Linked DNA regions of Callithrix jacchus: region 2 is linked to region 1. A link is a contact called in public Hi-C data. All regions are on one chromosome and are shown on one strand. The core of a region is the stretch at or near the end of the contact, and the rest is flanking DNA. Distances in the headings are between cores, read along the strand shown.

Region 1 (4,955 bases), core at 1,207-3,706:
CACATAAATTCTCAATCTCCCTACTTATCAGCCAAATTCTAATAAAACTACAATGAGATACTATTTCACACCCATTGGATTGGTAGAATTAGGATCTGGCAATGACAGGTGTTTATGAGGATGTGGGGTGAGATACGACCACTCCAGAGAGAAACTTCATTACAGTTATTAAATTTAAAATTGTGCATACCCTAAGACCCAGTAATTTTCTGGTTATATATCCCAGATGAACTCTGATACATGAACTAAGGAGAAATATAAATGAATTCATATAGCCACATTTTTTTCAATAATAAAAAGATGCAAAAACTTAAAAGTCTCTCAATAGGAAAATATATTTTAAAATTGTGACATACTCTAAAAAACTGAATACTATAAAACAATTAAAATAAATGAATTAGAGCTGCTAGAGCAAATTCCAAAAACATAATATACAGTAAAAAAGGCAGGCTCAAACAATGTATACAACATCGACTCAGGCTCAGACAATGTACACAATATTGACTCAGACTCAGACAATGTATACAACATTGACTCAGGCTCAGACAACGTATACAATATTGACTCAGGCTCACACAATGTATACAACATTGACTGTAATGAATACTGAGATGGGCTTATCACCCCATTTCTAGGAGTACTGCAAGTTAACACCCCTCAGATGAAAAAGTCACCTCACCAAAGTCTCATCCCCTCCTCAGGGCAAGCCTTCTTCCTATAACTGGTGAATGTGAAGCTACCAGGGCCTGGCCCCTCACCCTAAGTTGGTACCATCCTCAAGGGCTACCCTACCTTCAACATTTCCTTTGGGATAAGCTGAGGCCCATCTTGTGATCGCACTGCAGCCCAATTTCTCCCTCTGCCCAATTGTGCTTCCTCCTATTCCACAAGTGTTAATCCTAAAATTTCCTTAACAAACTTCCTACGTGTTTTTTCTTTTGAGAGACTGAGTCTTGCTTTGTCACCCAGGCTGGAATGTGCAGTGGGGCTCGATCTCAGCTTACTGCGTCCTCCACCTCCCAGGTTCAAGTGATTCTCCTGCCTCAGCCTCCTGAGTTGCTGGGATTACAGGTGTGCACAACCACACCTGGCTACTTTTTTGTATTTTAGTAGAGATGGGGTTTCACCATGTTGGGCAGGCTGGACTCCTGACCTCAAGTGATTCACCCGCTTCGGCCTCCTCAAAGTGCTGGGATTACAGGCGTGAGCCACCAGTTGTACCCTGTCTAAATCTTCTCAGAGTCTGCTTCCCTTGGAACTTGACTTGCAATAGATACAATGTATATCCTGTTTCAAAACATGCACAAAAACATAATTTATGTTATGAAACAGTATTATTTATGTTTGGCGTTCCTGTGTATTGCACCAGAATGAGGAACACCAAATTCAACAGAGAAGATACTTCTGGAAGGTAAAAAGGAGGACAGGCTTGTGGAAGCACACATAACGTTTTAATAACTACACAGCATTTCCATTCTTATGCTGGATACTGTATACATATATACTGGTTAGAGTATTCCTTATGCTTTCTTTGTATATCTGAAATAATTCTCTGATTTTTTAAAGTAACCTAAAAGGAACAGCTTGCCCCTGTATCAACCATTCTTTGCTTTTCTCCTGCTGCAATGAACAAATGGATGACATTCATGTGGCCAACAGAGAATGGGTGTTCCCACATTTTGAAATGAACAAATTTCCTGTTGGAAACAAAAAAATACATAAAGGGCCACAGAGATCTTTTTGCTTGCTTTCTTGTAATGTGGCAATCTTCAGAAGTATTTACAAGTCTGTAATTCTATACTGTGTCCTAGCAATGATCACTTTAAACAGGCTGCTGCACAGATAAGATAAAATTATGCATAATTTCGATAGTAATTCCACTTCCCTTTCTTCTGCTCAAGAAATTATCAAATTTCAAGTGACTGAGCGTGAAATTACAGTGATAACTCCGACATTGTCAAGTTTCACACATCCTGGTGCCATGATCTGAGCCAGGGCAATCTGACTCTGAATTTAATTTCCAGGAACAAACCCAGGGGAAACTTCTAAACAGTAGGATAGAGAGTAAAAGGAAATGCCTAGGATTGTTCCTTCTAAATCCACAACGTTTCCCAATAGAAAAAGTATTATGGTGTAATTACAGTTCCATAAAACAATGTGCTCTATGTATAATACAAATACCAGCAAAATAAAGAGACTACCTGAAAATTGTAAATCAAAGGACATAGTCGCATCACTGAGATACAACTGGATTTTTCCTGAAATTTGTTAGAAAATCCCACCATTGCCAATTTCACTGTTGGTTGAGCTCTGGTTTTGGTTTCAAATTTTAAAATTTCACTGTCTAACAAAATGAGTTCCATGTCCCTAGGGTTGGGCCAGGGAAACAATGTTTTTCTCTGTTCCCACCCCGTGTGAGCTATGTAGGACAGTAACACATCGCATGAAAGGATCCAGAAGCTCAAAGTCAGAGGGAAAAAAAAGTATGTGGGAGGGGAGCAGGATGAAAAGATTAAAATATTTTCTAACTCACTCATTTGAGGCAAACAGGTTTTGCACATATCCAAGGCACTGAGCACAATCCAATTTCAACTGATATTAATTATTCAGGACTACTATGACTAAGAAACTAAATTTTAAGTTCTTTATTTGTTGGATATAAAATATTTATAATACAAAGGAGGAGGAAAATAAAACAAATAAATCAACACGGTTAGACACTGACAATAAAGGACTGTTGACTGGGAATGAAATACGTTAACACTCTGTCAACAAGGCTTTTCATACCTTAAAGGAATTTTATACGTATTCCCTTCCTGTTAACCATTATATGTTTCGAGCTCCTCTTTCTCCTGACACTGGCAAAAAATCTTTTTCTTTAACATTTTCCCAGTAATCCATTTATTCCTAAATTTTCAGCGACATTTTAGAAAGAAATCCAAACTGCAGTTCAGGTTAACCTCGATACAGGCACTCCCTCTTGTGGTATAAAAGGGAACTGCCTGTTTACTCCACTCAAGCCCAGGAAGTCCTTTGAGTTTTAATGCACTGGAGCAGGTTCTTTATCGTCTATTTTATAGACCAGGAAACAGCACAACTGAAGTCAAGCAACTTACTTCCTCAAGGCATCACAACCAGAGAACTGTGATTCGGCTCAGATGTCTGATATTCCAAGGCCATGAGCTTTGCACCACACCTCATGACCTACAGCATCTATTCACCAAGTTCTTTTCATTACCAAATTTCCAAGAATACATGGAAAGCAGGTAGCGACCACCACATATTACTAAAAGATGCATTTCATGCAATAAGAAGAATCTAATTTTAAACTTCTACTGTTTTGATGTAGTTTCAAAGCAGCTGCTTAGGTGGTATTTTCAGTTTAATATATTCTCGATCATTAATGAAACAGCAATGATTCTCCTAAGGAGAATCATTTTCTACATTTATTTTTCGATATTATCAAAAAGTATGTAAATAGAATTTTTTTTTTTTTTTTTTGAGACAGTCTTGCTCTGTTGCCCAGGCTGAAGTGCAATGGTGCAATCTCGGCTCATTACAACCTCTGCCTCTCAGGTTCAGGAGGTTCTCCCGCCTCAGCCTCTCAAGTAGCTGGGATTACAGGTGGGCATCACCATGCCCAGCTAATTTTTGTATTTTCAGTAGAGACAGGGTTTCACCACATTGGCCAGGCTGGTCTGGAACTCCTGACCTCAGGACATCTGCCCACCTTGGCCTCTCAAAGTGCTAAGATTACAAGCATGAGCCACTGCGCCCAGACATAAACAGAATTTTGTGTGCTATGGATCTACTTGTAACCAAAGCCCTTCTTTGAAGGACAAGACAAATATTTAGAATTTCCAAAATAACAAATTGTCATCCTTATTTATATGTTAATGTCAATGGATCTGAATAAAAGATTTTATGGTTTGTGTTAATGGCATGTCATAAAATTTCAAAATCTGCTGATTCCCAAACACCTGTTTTATTTATCTTCATCATGAATTTATATGATTAAAAGTACCTCCTTTACAGGGTGGTTTTAAAAGTTAAGTGAGCTAATACAAGTCAAGGACTGGTTAGTCATTCATAAAATTCACCCTCTTTATCTTCCTTGTACCAGAGAAATATAAAGATGTACTCCCGTAAGTGGTAAAAATACAGAGGGAAGAGAGCAAGTAGAAAAAATAATTATCAAAAGGAACTACTAAATTCTCCAATGTGACAGGATTTCACATGCAAGAATTTTTCCACTCTGTAAATGCCCTGAAGTGTCCCATGGGGATTCCACCTGTAAAAGTGAGACAGATGACCAGGTGCAGTGACTCACCCCTGTAATCCCAGCACTTTGGGAGCCCAAGGTGGACGGATCACAAGGTCACGGCATCGAGACCATCCTGACCAACATGGTGAAACCCCATGTCTAATAAAAATACAAAAATTCGCTGGACGTGGTGGTGTGCAACTATAGTTTCAGCTATTTGGGAGGCTGAGGCAGGAGAATCGCTTGAACCTGGGAGGCGGAGGTTGCAGTGAGCTGAGATCACACCACTGCACTCCAGCCTGATGACAAAGTGAGACTCCATCTCAAAAAAAAAAAAGGTGAGATAGACTACCCATGCTGCTGCCCAACCACAGTTGGCCAAGAACCTTGCTAGCTGCCCCTTTCTGCCTGATAAGCCATGTGTGTCCTCCCGCAAGAACTAGGCCATGGGACAAAGGGATCAGCTTTAAAGTTCAATCAAATGCAGGCTGCATTCCCCTGGTCAGACCTCCAAAGTGAATTTCTCATTTCCCAAACCAATAAGCAAAACAACCAGATATGATCTCTGAGTATTTTGTATTCCCCATCTCAGTGAACTCCCCATCACTTGCTGAGAAGGCCAAGGCAGAAGCTGAACTAATCCTTGACTCCTTTTTCTCCTATATTCTCCCCATCCTGCCAGTCAAAAGGG
Region 2 (4,615 bases), core at 1,643-4,142, 150 kb before region 1:
ATAAAGGGAGGGAAGCTGCGGTTATGGTGTGGGTGTGTGGTGGGGCGTACCTGCCCATGTCTTTTTCTGGGGATGCCACACCTGGTCAGTTTCTGGCTCTCAGGTACAGTGGCTCAGGTCCAGAGGAAAATCCCTACTGGCGGTAGTGTGGTGGGCACAGCAGGGTTCACCTCCTGGCTTTGAGGAAATGGGTCCTCTCCTGTGGCGTCTGTGATCCCCGAAGTCCTCAGTCAAGGGGAAAGGGGGTGAGTCGACGGCTCTTCCCAAGGTCTTCTCCTTGCTTCTCTGTCCAAGTTCTCTCCACCGTTTCTCCCCGTTTACTCCCCAAGAGGCACTTGTGAGCTTCGAGAGCATCTTCTAAATATTACATTTATTCAGTGCCCCAAAGAGTACAGCATGTTCTTAGAACATTGCTCAATTCTTTCTTCTGTGGTCAGGATTCAGTTTGTTTTATTAAGAACTAGTGTGGCATAAGTTAATTCTCATCCAAAAAAAAAGAAGTCTATCAAGTCTCTTCTTTTGGCATATAGATAGAATTGCTAATTCTTATTTCTGTCCCAGAGCTAGTATATTCACGACACACTGGCAAAGAATGTTTTAAAGAAGCCATCTATGGCAAATAACTGATCTGTTTTATTTTGTAAAAGCGAAGTTCTCCTTTCTAACCCAAGTCATTTTCTAAATGATCTCAAAGAGCAAGCTGTCTCTTCTAGCGAGAGGCCGAAGCCACACTGGAACCTCTTTCTGAGGTCTGGACAGAAGCTCGGTGGTGCACAGGAGGGAGGGCTAGGCCCAGAACCCAGAGAGAGAGGCTCAGGCTGTCCTCTCTCTCCAGTCCTGTGACCTCTGGCCGACCAAAGCCTCCCTGGTTCCGTCCCTTCATGTCTGAAATAAGCAAGCTATATTTAATAGTTTTCCTTTTGCTCTAAAATAAGACGATTCTAAAATATGACATTAAGTGTGAGGCTGGTTTCTGCTTTGGACCTCACCTAAGGGGTTTTAGTCATAAGCCCATGTGTGGAAATTGGCCCTGCTAGAAAAGAAACATTCTGAATCATTCAAAACCATTAAGAATGTTGGCTCTGACTTCAGAAAGGCAGGATAAACAGACCCGTGCCCAGCGGGAACTCACTTACTGGATGTCTCTCTCTGTCTTTTTAACTCATCGGTGCCTGAGTGCTTCCCAAGTTCCTTCTCACGGCTCCAGTGTTTAACACTGTCACTTTTATACTATGAATGCCACTTTCATAAAGGTGGGGGGTATTTAATTTGGTGCTAAGTGCTCATTAATCTTTTTAGTGTGGTCACCAGAACTGGCTTTTTTCAGCCTCTATCCAAAAGCAGGTTAATTCTCCTGCCCCACACAGGTTATAAAGAATAAAACTCCCTCGACCAACCTTTAATGTCCTTTTCCCCTAAACAATACTCCAGAATTCAATGAATCTAGAGAGTCTTTGGACTGGAATGGGTTCCAAATCAATTGACCTCTAAGCTCCAAACGCATTTTGATTCTGCTTTCTATTGATCTGAAATCATAAAGGATACAGGAATTAGGATATGGCTCTGGTTTCTAGAATTTACCTGAAAAACTAGGATGCCCTTTGACCATCCATATTTTAATGTGGCTACTTTTTTATACATATAGTACTCATGCAAAATAAACAGAAAAATAAAACAGTAAACCCCAACTTCAGGTCACAGTTTACAGCACATCTGGCAACTACGTGGTCGAGTTCAGTGGACCTGCCGGAGTCCTGTGTCCGCCCCAGACAGAGGCACACACAGAGCTCAAGAAAAGCTGCCCAAGAAAATGGCAGAGCCCTTTTCTTCCCCTAAGGGCCCTTTCATTGGTATAGTTAGCTGGGCACATAATGGGTAAAGTCAAACACTGCAACTTTTTTTTTAAAGTTAAAAAATTCCAGCTGGTGTGGTGGCTAACGCCTGTAATACCAACACTTTGAGAAGCCAAGGTAGATGGATTGTCTGAGGTCAGGAGTTCGAGACCAGCCTGGCCAACATGGCAGAACCCTATCTCTACTAAAAATACAAAAAGTAGCTGGGCGTGGTGGTGGGAGAATCGTTTGAACCTGGGAGAGAGACTCCGGTGAGAGAATCGTTTGAACCTAGGAGGCTGAGATTACGCCACTGCACTCTAGCCTGGGTGACAGTGTGAGACTGTCTCCAGGGGAAAAAAAAAAGTTAAAAATTCCATATTCAGAAAGCAAGAGACATGATGCTGTTTTCTCCGGTTATGAAAGCTCCCAGTGGTGACAGCATCGTTAGCCACGTGTAACATTTGCATCCAGGCAACGGACTGATCAACTGTCACCAGACTTCTCCACGGCCTTATTAGAACTGAGTAAGCTGGTAGTATTTCCCAAGAGTTATTATTCAGCTGTGAAAATGTAGAGAGCTTTTTGTGTTTTTGGAAAATCCTCATCAGCCAAAATGACTGGGTGGTCAGCCTTAGCCATCTTTTGCTACTTAGATAAAGGCTTCTTTTCCTAGGCAAGGAGAGAGATGATGGTTAACTTGCTTTCTAGACTGAGATCATCGCTATTCACTAGTGTAATGAAGAAGCCAGACTTTAAAAAAAAAAAAGTCCTTTCAAAAGCAACACATTTTTCTCTTCTCTGGAAATGAACAGAATGTGTCCTAATTTTTTAGACATCCATCAGTGCGCATAAAAAAATTTTTTAAAAATCTGAACTTCACTTGTTCATTGCCTATAATATCGATCAATGGCTTAGCTCTCTCTGTGTCATATTATTTCTCATTGCTCTTAATTCATAAGGTCAAGCAGCATCTTAAAACATCATTGAAAAGTCTCCTTCCTTTCCATGTCTCAAGGTATCTGTAAACGGATCATTTTGGTATGCTGAAATCAAATGACTGACCAGGGCCCATGGCTATAATCATAGGTAAAACATTTTTCTGTTTTGCCAAAAATCCGAGTTTCCTTTGCTCTCTCTCTGTCACACTGAAAGAGCCCTCCCAGACCCAGGGACCAGGTGGAGAGGCTACTCACACCCGCCCCGTGCTGGTCTGCCTGGGATGGCCTCACCTGGGCACGGTTCCCAGGGCGGTGACTCAGCTCTGGAGGATCACCTGCTGCGTGGGGGTTGCTGCCTAGCAGGTCATGCTAGTCACGAGGGCAGAGAGACCCAAAGGATCAGAGAACAGCTCCCAGCAGGTCAAGGGCAGTGCCAGAAGGAAAGCCTTTGTTTACAGAAGGAAAGATCCAGCGCCTTGAGGTGAGGCATTCAAGAGTGGAGGGGCTTTGTACCTGTGTCCTAAGCCTCTCGGTTCACCATTAAGCCGCAAAGCCACAGGAAGAAAATCACTGGGAATACCATCACAGCAAATGAAGGCACGGCCACAGGGCGCCTCCCACACTCAAAGGGAAAAGACAGCCCTGGATTGTCTTTCTAAAACACCACTTTGATGAAGTCGCCATGGTTTTCTAAAGTAATAAAGGCAGCCGCTACCTACAAGATAACGGAGTGCATTTGAAACCTTTCCACCACCTAAGTCCAACCCACCTTCAGAGCGTTTGCTCCGCTTCCTTAGATAAAGCCTATGCTCAGGCTAAGATGATCTGCCTCTGCTGCCGACTCTGCAGGCTTTCTCCTCCCACTGGCTGGTGCAGAGAATGGTGGGGCCATTAGGAGCCACAGGCACTGAGCTATTCCACTTGGAATTCTTTTTATTGTTTGATCTATTTCATATGTACAAAGCTCTGACCTTCCAGTTCTAAGAATTCCTACTTGTTCTGTGAAACCTCCCTGGACCGATTCTGACACGTCTCTTCTGAACTCACAGAGCCCGTGCCTTAACAACTTAGTCAACTGACTTCGCTGTCCTTCTAATGGGTTAAGTTTCAGTCCGTGACCGACACTGACAAGATGTGTACCTCATCAGGCGTGGGAAGGAAAAGGACACGGCCACTGTGGCAGAGGTCCACAGTCTCACAGAGCAGAGAAACATGTGCCCAGTGCCTTCCAGTATATGTCACAAGCGCGTATCCGACAAGGGATAGTGGAGACTCAGCAAGCGGCGAGTTCCACCTGCAGCGCCAGAGGAGTCTTCACTGGGGAGCTCCAGGCTGAATTTTAAAGGAAAAGCTGAATTTTCAAGGAAGAACAGGTTAAACACCAAAGGGAAATGGGGAGGAGTGAATGCTTCGAGGAACATATATACTGAACAACACACTGCATTCCCTCCAGTAGCTCTGCAGCTTGGGGTTCCAGGGTTGGGGGGGTGGTCCCACCAGGTGGGGAGGAGAAGCAGGCCTCATCACGAAGGGTTTTGCAGGACAGGCCGAGTACTTTTGATGCAGGAGGTGGGAGTCAGGCCCCGTGGAAGGGGCTGTTGGTGGGACTGCTCTGGAACTGGGAGTCCGACGGGGCAGGGATGCTTTCACAGACGTTATCTGGGAGTCCGACGGGGCAGGGATGCTTTCACAGACGTTATCTGGGAGTCCGACGGGGCAGGGATGCTTTCACAGACGTTATCTGGGAGTCCGACGGGGCAGGGATGCTTTCACAGACGTTATCTGGGAGTCCGACGGGGCAGGGATGCTTTCACAGACGTTATCTGGGAGTCCGACGGGGCA

The links. A called contact is a pair of places that touch in the nucleus more often than the background predicts.
Region 2: a Hi-C map of skeletal muscle shows a contact between it and region 1, with 4 times the contacts expected there. The contact joins two enhancer-like sites. A contact is called at or near these places in 2 of 3 Hi-C or Micro-C datasets (induced pluripotent stem cells and skeletal muscle).

The regions. Positions count from the first base shown.
Region 1 is chr11:116,206,547-116,211,501 of calJac240_pri, reverse strand. The region is part of intron 3 of LOC128928485 (a long non-coding RNA gene); the gene reads right to left. Among named protein-coding and RNA genes, the nearest start is that of MKLN1, 69 kb to the right of the region's middle. Within about 2 kb of position 2,456, at least 2 of the 16 cell types and tissues checked have an H3K27ac peak or open chromatin away from gene starts, as enhancers often do.
Region 2 is chr11:116,353,233-116,357,847 of calJac240_pri, reverse strand. All of the region lies in intron 6 of LOC128928485 (a long non-coding RNA gene), which reads right to left. All of the region lies in intron 7 of LOC144578448 (a long non-coding RNA gene), which reads left to right. Among named protein-coding and RNA genes, the nearest start is that of KLF14, 160 kb to the left of the region's middle. Within about 2 kb of position 2,892, at least 8 of the 16 cell types and tissues checked have an H3K27ac peak or open chromatin away from gene starts, as enhancers often do.